Regions from separate parts of the Mus musculus genome. Here region 2 is linked to region 1. Evidence: chromatin contacts called from public promoter capture Hi-C data. All regions are on one chromosome and are shown on one strand. The core of a region is the stretch at or near the end of the contact, and the rest is flanking DNA. Distances in the headings are between cores, read along the strand shown. Region 1 overlaps Lrp4 (low density lipoprotein receptor-related protein 4). Region 2 overlaps 1110051M20Rik (RIKEN cDNA 1110051M20 gene).

Evidence for each region. Capture Hi-C pulls out chosen DNA fragments and counts their contacts.
Region 2: a promoter capture Hi-C map of adipose tissue shows a contact between it and region 1. The contact joins two enhancer-like sites. A contact is called at or near these places in 6 of 39 promoter capture datasets (the C10 cell line, the SN4741 cell line, embryonic stem cells and 3 more), 4 of 15 datasets of contacts at CTCF or cohesin (the NIH/3T3 cell line, embryonic stem cells and large pre-B cells), 39 of 484 Hi-C or Micro-C datasets (B cells, the C10 cell line, the C2C12 cell line and 26 more), 23 of 115 datasets of contacts at active chromatin or transcription factors (T-cell acute lymphoblastic leukemia, VIP interneurons, bone marrow-derived dendritic cells and 16 more) and 5 of 9 other capture datasets (adipose tissue, embryonic stem cells, liver and 2 more).

The regions. Positions count from the first base shown.
Region 1 is chr2:91,473,743-91,479,448 of GRCm38.p6, reverse strand. It overlaps Lrp4 (low density lipoprotein receptor-related protein 4), which reads right to left. Exons shown (of 38, transcript NM_172668.3): 5 at 5,425-5,541; 6 at 4,973-5,101; 7 at 4,624-4,743; 8 at 4,141-4,266; 9 at 3,058-3,183; 10 at 2,731-2,865; 11 at 2,226-2,351; 12 at 1,698-1,928; 13 at 783-939. Among named protein-coding and RNA genes, the nearest start is that of Lrp4, 19 kb to the right of the region's middle. Within about 2 kb of position 2,843, at least 98 of the 459 cell types and tissues checked have an H3K27ac peak or open chromatin away from gene starts, as enhancers often do. A contact at or near this core is called in the C2C12 cell line, the SN4741 cell line, adipose tissue and 1 more, where this site is marked.
Region 2 is chr2:91,310,980-91,316,613 of GRCm38.p6, reverse strand. All of the region lies in intron 3 of 1110051M20Rik (RIKEN cDNA 1110051M20 gene), which reads left to right. Among named protein-coding and RNA genes, the nearest start is that of Arfgap2, 49 kb to the right of the region's middle. Within about 2 kb of position 3,828, at least 83 of the 459 cell types and tissues checked have an H3K27ac peak or open chromatin away from gene starts, as enhancers often do. A contact at or near this core is called in the C2C12 cell line, the SN4741 cell line, adipose tissue and 1 more, where this site is marked.

The DNA of each region.
Region 1 (5,706 bases), core at 1,594-4,093:
TCAAGAGACTTCAATGCAGGAGACTTGTCTATTAATTTTTAAAATTATTTCAAATTAATGATATTAATTACCTCAACTACTGGCTGCTTTAAATTAATAATAATTTTTAATTAGCTTCACTCTATGGGCTAATAAAAAAACACTAGGCAGTTCAAACTTACCTAATTAGTATATTTTATTCCATTCAAAATGCTTCATTATTTTAACCTTAGATATTTGTAGGAGCAGTTGTATCTTTATTTAGATCAGGGTCTCAATAGCTTAGGTTGGTCACCAACTCTGTAGCTGAAGTCCCAATCCTTCTGCGGTCACCTCCCGAATATGCCTATTTTATGTTTGCTTTATATGTGTTTGTTTTTAATTTGCCAACCAAGAAATAAATGAAGAGGGAGGGAGTTGGAGAGATGGCTCAGCAATTAAAAGCACTGACTGCTCTTCCAGAGGTCCTGAGTTCAAATCCCAGCAACCATATGGTGGCTCGCAACCATCTGTAATGGGACCAGATGCCCTCTTCTGGTGTGTTTGAAGGGTTTACTTATATATATTCAAAAGAAAAGAAAAGAAACAAAAGAATGAAAGAGAAAAATGAAGGAACACGGAGAGGTTGAGTAAGCCAAGGATGTTCAGCCACACACTACAGACCCAGGACGCAAGGGCATCTGGGTACAGAGTCCATATTGCCAACACTGCTCTGAGGAAGACCCACAGTGCCTGGCCCAGAGGCCTGAGAACAATCCCTGCCTGCTGCAGGAGGGACCTGGAAATTTGAGACACCTACTCACCCCTCCATGGGGTGTAGGGCAATGGCTCTGGGCTTCTCTAGGCTCTGCCATAGCAGCACCTTCCGGTGGGCCCCATCCAGATTAGCCACCTCAATCCTCGACGTCCCAGAGTCGGTCCAGTAGAGCTTGTCATGGACCCAATCCACCGCTAGGCCCCCTGGTGAGAGGAGGCAAGGGAAGAGTGTCAGCCATTCACCCTAGGTAGCTCTGCGTCCTGGAAACAAGAGCAGACTCTTACAAGACGTTGCTTCTGAGGCTAGGACCTTGTTGTAACTCTGACACACATCGTCTCTGTGAGCTTGGCACTGAGCTTCCCAGAGTGGGAAGGGAAGTCAAGCAGTTGACCGGGGTCACGCACTTCATCCACACAGAGCTGGGGATGGCCTTGAACTCTGGACGCCCTGGTGCTGTGTGTGGATGGAAATCAGTGCCTTTCATAAGTAGGCAGGTGCTGTCCTACTGAGTTGCAACTCCAGCCCTGGATGCTGCTGACTTCTTAGTCACTTAACCTGCTTGTAGGATAAGCCTGAGGCCACCAGATTAGCTATTGCTTTTTGTATGTGGAGATGGGGGTCTCGTGTATCTCAGCCCGGCTTTAAACTGAATGACCTTGAACTTTTCTGATCCTTTTGCTTCTACCTCTTCAGATGACAGGCAGGCATCATCATGTCTGGTTTATGCAGTGCTTGGGGAATCAAGCTTAGAGCTTTGTGTTCATGCTAAGCAAGCACTCTACCAATTGAGCAGCATTTTCAACTCCTCAGTTGGTTCCTATCTGAGAGTTTCACCCAAGATTTCACTGGAAGAGGCCTTCTGCTTTGTGCACTTTGGAAACACTGGCCCGGCCCCCCCTTTCCGCTGTGTTTTTTTGCACATGGCATTCCAGGCTCTCCACTCAGGGCCTTGTTTTCCTACCTGGGCTCTCTAGCCCAGTAGACACCACCTCCTCTACATTGCTGCCATTAAGGTTGGCACGGAGGATGCGGTCCAGGGTGACATCCGACCAGAAGACCAGCTCCCGCCGGTGATGAAAGTCGAGGGCAATGGCGTTCTCCAGGTTGTTCAGTAGCAGCGTGTACTCGGAGCGGTGCGGGAGCACCTGCCGGATGTCGATACGATTGGCAAACAGTAGCACAGGTTCTGGCCCTGGACACAGCATAGAAATAGGACCCACTGGGCCTCAGAGCCACAGATACCCATCAGCATGCACCCTCAGGGCCTCAGCTCATAGCTGGGGCCCTTTGCCCACTAGAGCATGTCCCAAGCTGCTGAAATTTGGACTAGAACACTAGAATCCTTTCTAACCCCAAACCCAATCGCCTTTCACTTGGCGCCCAGATTGCAATTTGCAAAAAAATCAGTCTACATCTTAGCAAATCCCTCAGCTCTAACACCTGGCTTTTGTCTGTTCCGCCCACCCAGGCAAGTGCCAACCCTCCTTACCCAGAGCTTTGCAGCTGCGCCGATCGGGCCGTAGCTCATACCCTGCTTCACACCAGCACTGGAAAGCCCCTTCAGTGTTTGTGCAGCCCTGGCTGCAGTACCCCTCCTCAGCACATTCGTTTACATCTGTGGATACCAGGCAGGGTGAGGAAGCCTGCCTACAACCATCTTCCCACACACTCCTAAGCCACCCCATTGTCTCCCTGGTCACAGCTCCATATCCCCATCCACTGCCACAGCCAGGAGGGAAACTGTGTAACCAGTGGTTCGGGCTTTGAGGTCATGGAGTCTCAGATTTCAAACTCCAACTCGGCTGCTTACTATCTGTGTGGCTTTGGGTAAATTACCTATACTCTCTGCACTTCTGTTTCCCTATCTGCAAAATGAGAGAAATGATCCCTACTTCCCAGGGTCAGTGTAACGATGAGTCAAGGTCACACCCATCTGATATGTCACCCAGCTTCCCTCCCCTCCTTCCCCCCACCCCCAACAGGCCCCAGCTCACCCTGGCACGTTCTCCCATCCTCTGTGAGCCGGTAGCCTGTGTGGCAGGTACACTGCACTGCCCCTCGCACCATCTGACACTTCTGGGCACAGCCACCGTTGTTAACATTGCAGTTCTCCTCACCCGTCCGGGGCCCTGTGACAGCCAAGCCAGAGTTGGGAGCCGAGCCCAGAATCCACCCCCGTCCAGCCAACTTGGCATTCCACCTGGACCACGAAGAACAGCTCCCAAAAACTGTGAGAGTCCCAAGGGAGGCCTCCCTTTGAACCCTAGGGGTGGGGCTCAGCCACAAACCACGGGCAGGGCCCACCCGCTAGAGACACTCACGACAGTTCTGCTGTGGACTTTCGTCACTGCTGTCACCGCAGTCGTTGATCCCGTTGCACAGCTTCCTCTGCCCAATACAGCGCCCGTTCCAACACAGGAACTGGTCAGAGGCGCACTGGGGGCTTCCTAGAAAGAGAGGGAGGAGGGGGAGAGTCAGGTCACAGGAGGGCAGGGCTTGAGTCCACAAGGGACAGGAGCCTGTCATTTTCTAGGGTAAAGTGGAGCCAGCTGAGCGTCAAGGTGGGAGGGATGGGGTCCGAGGCAGGAAACAGCTCAGACAAGGCTGGTTGAGTGTCTGAGTTTGTTTTCTCCCTGGGATTCCACGATGGATGAGTGATGGGAACAGAGTCGGAGTGTAGTCTTGTAGTCAGAACCAGGTTTAGCAGGGACTGGTGGGGTGGGCGGGGAGCAGACGCAGAGACTGCCAGTCCTTCCTGCAGAGTGGAAGTAGACACTGGGCTACTGGCTGGACAACAGCCCTTCCTCCCAAGGCCAGATTGGAAGTGAGAATTTGAGCAGCTGCAAAGACTCACAGCCTTGACTCTGTGTTCAAGAACTGTACACAGTTCCTCAGCGCATCTGGATTGTGCATGTGCATGTGTGTGTACGTATGTGATATGTTGTGTGGATGTGTGGTACACGCATGTGACTATGAATATGGGTATGTGTGCCCATACCTGTGTGTGCAGAGGCCAAGGACAATATCTGATAACTTTATCGTTCATTCTCTGTCTTATTGCCTTGAGACAAGGTTTCTCATTGAATCAGGAGCTGGCCATTTGGTGAGGCTGGTTGGTTAATGAGCTTCAGGGGTCTGACTTTCTCTTCCCCCCCCAGCGGTGGTGTTACAGGCACTCACAGCCATACCTAGCTTTTTAACTTGGGTGCTAGGGATTTGAACTTGGGTCCTTGTGCTTGCATAGCAAGTGCTATCTCCCCTGCTCCAACAGCTGGATCTGACCCTACTCACTGGGAAGGGCAGGGCAAGTCCAGGCCATTGAAAGCAATGGCAATGTTCCCTTTGCTTCTCTGCCTCCCACTCCCAACATTAGGGCAGGGCGGGGATACCGCTGGGGACTCCACCTGTGTTCTCACAGTTTTCTTCATCGCTGTTGTCCGCACAGTCATCCTCCCCATCACAGCGCCAGGACAGACGGACGCAACGGCCTGACCGACAGCGAAACTGTTCGGCTGTGCACATGGAGGTGGCTGGACAGAGCAAAGACCTAATTAATGGAAGAAAGGCTGGTCCTCCCACCCCAGCCTGAAACTCTCTGCCTCCCAAAGTACACAGGCTACTCTTCTTGATGGTGGTGTTGCAGAAGGTATCTCTTTATGAACCAGGTGACCTTTCCTCAGAGTCCCTTACTTCCGCCTACTATTTTAACTGCCATGGTGTGTCTACAAGTCTGTGGACTACTAGGCGACAGGTATCCTTTAGATATAGTGCCTCTGTGCAGCATACAACCACACAACTGTATAGCTGTTCACTATGTCTTCATGCTCTATCTGCACCCAAACCCTTCTCCTTGGCCCCCCAAGCCTTTGATGCTACCCCCAACTCACTGCAGTTGCGTTCATCAGACTGGTCATCACAGTCTGCATCACCATCACAGCGCCAGCCCGAGTTGATGCACAGGCCACTGTCACACATGAATTCCCCAGAGCGGCAGGGCTGGTGGGAGGCTGGGGAAACAAAGGTCTTCTGTCTCTAGCCAGACCGTGCACACAGCACCTCGTGGAAGAGCAGAAAGTCCCAAGTCCCATCTCCCGCCCCTCCCAACACTCCAGCTCCTCCCCAGAGGGACCGTGGATTTCAGACACTGTTTCCGCCCCAGCTGGCACCTGTGCCCTGACACTGGAGGAAGCTCCTCCTGTCTGGCTGCCCCTCCTCCCAGCTAGCCAGAGCACTCACAGCAGTCAGACTCGTCTGACCAGTCTCCACAGTCGTCATCTCCGTCACAGTGGTAGATGTCGAGGATGCAGCGGCCATAGGCGCACTGGAACTCTTCCAGGTTGCAAGGAGGAGAGGGTACTGCTGAAGCTGGAAGGGAAAGCAGCCCTCCTCAGACCTTAGTGACTAGGGACAGGGGCCTGATTCTTGACAGGGGCAAGGTGTCTTCCTCCAGAATGCTACAAACCGGCTTTCCTTTGTGATGGCACTACAGACTTCTACACGCTAGTGGACCAGAAGTGGATAGAAACCAAGGCTGCTAAGCAAGCATCTGTATGAGTTACGTCCCCGACATGCTCCTTTGGAACGCCCACTCCCTTGCCTGCACAGGACCCTCTCAGTCAATCCTTAGCTAGGAACCGGAGCCCTTGGTCACCGTGCCAGCCCAGCGCCTCAGGGGTAGGGACACTCACGGCAGCTTTCCTCATCAGAGCCATCTTTGCAGTCTGTGTCACCATCGCAGTACCAATGCTCAGCAATGCAGCTGCCGTCGCTGCAGCGGAATTCCTTGTCTGAGCACTTGCGCATGTCTAGGGGTGCAATGAGACAGGAGTCCCATAGGATCTCACCATCCTCCTTACTTTCCAGGGTAGGGGGAGGTCCACGCTCCTGACAGGATAGACTACTCTGCCCACCTGCCTTCTCTCAGCTGCACCACATCCCTGGAGCAGTTTCAGGTCAGGTAGCACAGCCCT
Region 2 (5,634 bases), core at 2,579-5,078, 160 kb after region 1:
CAGAGCAGGTTTGAGTTTGTTTTTTTTTTTTAAGATTTATTTATTTATTTATTTTTGTATGTGAGTACACTGTCACTTTACTGGTGCGTTCCTCAGACACACCAGAAGAGGACATCAGATCCCATTACAGATGGTTGTGAGCCACCATGTGGTTGCTAGGAATTGAACTCAGGACCTCTGGAAGAGCAGTCAGTGCTCTTAACCACAGCTGAGCCATCTCTCCAGACCTTTTATAAAATTTTATTTTCATGTTTTAAATTTTTTAAGTTATGTGTATATGTAAGTGTGAGTTTGTGCATAAGTGTAGCACACAGACAGGCCAAAAGAGGACATCAGATCACCTGGAACTTCACTTACATTTGTGTGCTTGGAGTTGAACTTGGGTCCTCTGCAAGAGCAATGATTGATTGCCCTTAACCACTGAGCCATTTCTCCAGCCCATGGCTGCATTATTAATGACATCTGTAGCATGAATAATGGCAATTCTAGCACTGGACATAGAGAGTTGTTGAGAGGATTAAAAGATGACTAAAGAGAAAGCAATAAGGGTTCAGTGGTAGCCAGGCAGTGGTGGCGCACGCCTTTGATCCCAGCACTTGGGAGGCAGAGGCAGGCAGATTTCTGAGTTCGAGGCCAGCCTGGTCTACAAAGTGAGTTCCAGGACACCCAGGACTACACAGAGAAACCCTGTCTCGAAAAACCAAAAAAAAAAAAAAAAAAAACCAACAAAAAATAAAAATAAATAAATAAATAAAAATTTAAAATGGTTCAGTCAGAGTTGTTATTCATACTCATTTCTAAATTGGCTTGCTCAGGGTCACTTAGCTAGTTAGTGAACAGCCACAGTTTGGACCTAAGCTGGTTGACTCAGGAGCCATCACATTCAGTCAGACCCACTCAGAAGTTAGAGACAGTGGTGTTTATCCTGCCTTTAGTAAAAACCCTGGAGATTTTTGTGTGGTAGTTTAGTTTCTTTGAAACAGGATCTCATCGTATAGTCCAGGCTGGCCTTGAACTTGTGAGTCTTCAGCCTCAGCCTGCCAGTGCTGGGGTTATATTATACCACCATGCTGAGTTTTGAATTTTATCTATGTTATTTTATTTGTGTGTGCGCACACGCACGCACGCTTGCATGAGTTCATGTGTACCATGTGTGTACAAATGTGCATAAAGGCCAGAAGAGGGTATTGAATTCCCCTAGAACTGGAGTTACAACAGATTGTAAGTCACCATATGGGTGTTGGGGGCTGAATCCAGGTCCTCTGTAAGCTGAGTGAGTGCTCTTAACCACTGAGCCATCTCTCCATTTCCCAAGCTGAGCTTTCCCATTTTCCATTACCTTTAGTCTGAGTGAGGGCCATTGTAGAGAAAGTTGAGTCAGAAAGGTTTTATTTCATCTATGATTGCCTTGGTCAGTGTTCTGTTGCTGTGAAGAGACACAATGACCATAGCAACTCTTATAAAGGAAAATATTTACTCGGGAGCTTACTTATATTCAGAGGTTTAGTTCATTGTGGCAAGAAGCATGGGGCGTGCAGGGAGACATGGTGCTGGAGAGGTGGCTGAGTGGGCTACATCTGGATCCACAGGCAGCAGGAAGAGAGAGACACTAGACTTGACTTGGGCATTTGAAACCCCAAAGCCTACCCCAGTGGCACACTTCCTCCAACAAGGTCTAGTCCTGTCAAATAGCACCACTCCCTAATGACCAAATATATAAGCCTACTGGGCCATTCTTACTCAAACCACCAGAATGATATATATTAAAGTTCCATGTAAGATTTTTTTGTTTGTTTGTTTGTTTGTTTTTCGAGACAGGGTTTCTCTGTGTATCCCTGACTGTCCTGGAACTCACTCTGTAGACCAGGCTGGCCTCGAACTCAGAAATCTGCCTGCCTCTGCCTCCTGGGTGCTGGGATTAAAGGCGTGTGCCACCACGGCCGGCAAGATTTCTATTTTTAAGTGTATCCTTTAAATATATATTTTTTTTACTTTCATATTTGACATCTCTATCTTATGGGTGGAAAACTGAGGCCTAGTCAGAGGAAGTTGTACCCAGAGGAATGTTCTTCACAGAACTCAGACCAAGGCATTGCCTCTGCATCATGATGTGTCTCTGAAACAGAACAGACTTTTTCTTTTTGAAAACAAGCTGGATCGCTTCATTCTGACGGTAAAACCCCATAAAACGTCTTACACCTCCTCCTTTCCAAAGGCTGAGTGAGTCGTTTTAGATATCAGCCATCACGGACAGGAGGGCTATCTATCCTCTCACCTTCAGACACTGTGAGGAAAGGCTCAAGTTCCTTCTCCATGTTAGCTCTTGACCTGCTGAACCGTTTCTGTGTACTTGAGAGCAGGCGTGGGTTTTAGCACTCAGAAGCACATGCTTGGCTTGACTCTTGCATCTTGGTTTTGTGGTATCTATTTGAATGGGAAAACACGGTCCTCTTTAGAAGTAAAGCAAGATGGCCAGGCAGTGGTGTGGCACATCCTTTACTCCCCACACTCAGGAGGCAGAGGCAGGCAGTCTCGGTGACTTTGAGGCTAGCCTGGTCTACAGAGTGAGTTTCAGGACAGCCAGGGCTACACAGAGAAACCCTGTCTTGAAAAAAACAAACAAACAAACAGACAGGCAAACAAACAACGAAACAAACAAACCCAATACCCTTCCTTAGTCCACCCAACCTCAATAGTCCTATCTGAGGGCAGGAGACAGAGCTGTACCCAAGAGCGCGACTCAGTGTAGGGGTCGTAGGTGGCAGGTCAAGCCTCTGTTTCAAGTTCCCAGTGGTGGGTAGAGATGGTCATGATTAGTCCACAGACCTGACCAAACTGCCAGGATGTGTATATATAATCTTTTATTGAAAATGCCCACATTTCTTTACATTTGTATCTGATACCACAGTTCCTGGGCAGTTCTTGTTCATCTTAAACATTGCCACAAGATCATTGTCTTGACTGATTATTTAATAGTTTAGAACCCCACTGGCCAAACAGAAATAGGCAAGATATATTTCTCACTTGGTGTTGGGCTTGGTCATAATAAAATATAAAAATAAAGACTTTGGCTTCTTGCTCCTCTTTGAACACACTAAATAGAGCTCTGGGGAATGGTGATGTGGCAGAGGCCAGAGTTTATAATGGCTCAAGCATTATACCCCACAAGTGTTATTGGAAGCCATTGCGTCTCATTCCTTTTGTGGGGTCATCTCCCTTTCAGTAAATTAATTATTATTATTTCCCTCTATTTATAATATAAAATGAATGCTGCCAAAGAAGATAACATTTAGGAACACAGACTGTTCTTCTGTGCTTTGCTTGACAGCTACACGGCCCTTAGGATGCTGGCAGCTTTCCTGTGACTGTGGTACCAAGTGTTCCAAGGAGAGAGAAGCTGTCAGATGCCTTGCTCCCCACCCCACCCCCACCCTCTTTCTCCCTCAGTTCCCTTTCCCTCTACAGAGTAGCCCTGAGAAGTATTTACTCAGCTGCGGCCTGGTAACAAAGCCTCCATACCCTAGGGATGGGAAGGGGTGGTGTGGTCATGCCCCGAACTCTCCGTGGCCTTCCGAGCACCTCTTGGCAGAGCATGCTGGCCGAGGAGGAGTGTCTTTAGAATGAGCCTTCAGAGCGCCTGCAAAAAATGCACATAAAAACAATTGTAACTGAAAATTGAAGAGTCCACTCATGGTCTGTGGTGTTCTCTGGCCTCTGTGGCAGTTTCTATTGAAATCATGCAGCTAACCAGCTAGAGGTCATCCAGCCCTCTGGGTTTCCCGTGGCTTTGCAGTGTTTCATTATCTCTAGCCTTGATCCAGCACCAGCTCATACAGCTGACACAGGGGCGAGTCACACAGATGAGTTCAGACTAAACCCTATTGGACTGTATCCCCATACTTTGAGGGATAAAAGTCCTAGATTCAGGGCAGGCTCACTGAGAGAGGCAGAGCTCTGCCCCACGTCCTTCTGTCTGGTACCATTCTGCTGCTCTGTGGTGATGGCTCTCTGACTCTGGCCCAGGCACCATCTCCCAGGCCTCTGAGTACAGCCACATACCACCACAGCTCTGGTGAGAAAATGTGGTGGACACACATGGTGGTCTGCAAAGCGGATGTAGAAATGACTAAGCTGCCTCCACAGAGCTTCGGAGGCAGGAATTTCCACAGCAAAAAGGCAGGCCAGATGTAAAAAAAAAAGCTTTCTTCCCTTTCTTCCTTTTCCGACAAATGAGGCCAGGTTAGCTCTTGAGTACACTGAGTATCAATCATTTCTGCTAAATTGATTTTCTTGTCTAAAATAACCTTGTGTACCGGTCTCTAGGATTAGAGTAAGCTAACCAACAGGAGGAATACTCTGCACCTGGGTGCCCCTCACCTTGAGCTAGTGCTCACACTGAATCTGCTTATGGCGAAATACATTTCTGTGAGGCAACCCCTCAGCTTCCTTTGGTTTTCATGGTAAAAGTGGCCATTCATTCCTGTACAAAAGCATTCAGGGTGACTGAACTGAGCCCTCCCTCGGTGAGAAGATTCTGGGAGACCAGCAGCGTCTGCACCATGGTCCACTAGCTGTGGTTTATCGTCTATTGACAGTTGTAATGTCTACCAAATAGGACGGTTACCATTTTCAGTTCTTTGCAGCTCCTGGATTCCCTCAAATAGCCATTTCCAGAATAGTTTTTTTTTTTTTAAGACTTATTTATTTATTATATGTAAGTACACTGTAGCTGTCTTCAGACACTCCAGAACAGGGCATCAGATTTCGTTACGGATGGTTGTGAGCCGCCATGTGGTTGCTGGGATTTGTACTTGGGACCTATAGAAGAGCAGCCGGCGCTCTTAACCACTGAGCCATCTCGCCAGCCCCTCCAGAATAGTTCTTATGACTAGAGATCCTCCTCTGAATTCACACATTATCTTAATTTCTTCTTTTTTGCTGTGATAAAAATACTCTGGAAAGGGGGCTGGAGAGATGACTCGGTGGTTAAGAGCACTGGCTGCTCTTCTAGAGGATCCAGGTTCAATTCCCAGCACCCTCATAGTAGCTCACAACTGTCTGTGACTTCAGTTCCAGAGGACCTGACACCCTCACACAGATATAAATTCAGGCAAAATACCAAGGCACATAAATAAACAAAAACAAAAAAAATCAAAACCCAAAATACTCTGAAAAAGGAACTTTAAGGATAAAGGGTCATTTGGGCTCACAGTTCCAGGAGGAATTCAGTGCAACATAATGAAGCAGGTGTGGTATCAGGAGCAGGAAGCTGAGAGGGAACAGGAATTGGAACCAGGCTATAAAACGGCAAAGCCTGCCCCCAAGGACATAGTCCCTTCAGCAAGGTTCTGCCTCCCAAAGGCTCCATAACTTTTCCAAACAATGCCACTAGTTGGGAACAATGTACCCAAATCCATAAATCTATAGGGACCACACTCAGACCACAATACATGATGACCATAACTTTGTCCCTGTGAGCTTTGACTTGGGGTCACTATGTGATACATGGTTTAATTCATCCATTTCTTCCACACATACTCACTGTACTAATGTCAGAATTTAGCTGGGTGCTGTAGTTAAGTCTACATTTCAGGACTTCAAGTTTGTTTGTTTGTTTGTTTAGATTTATTATGT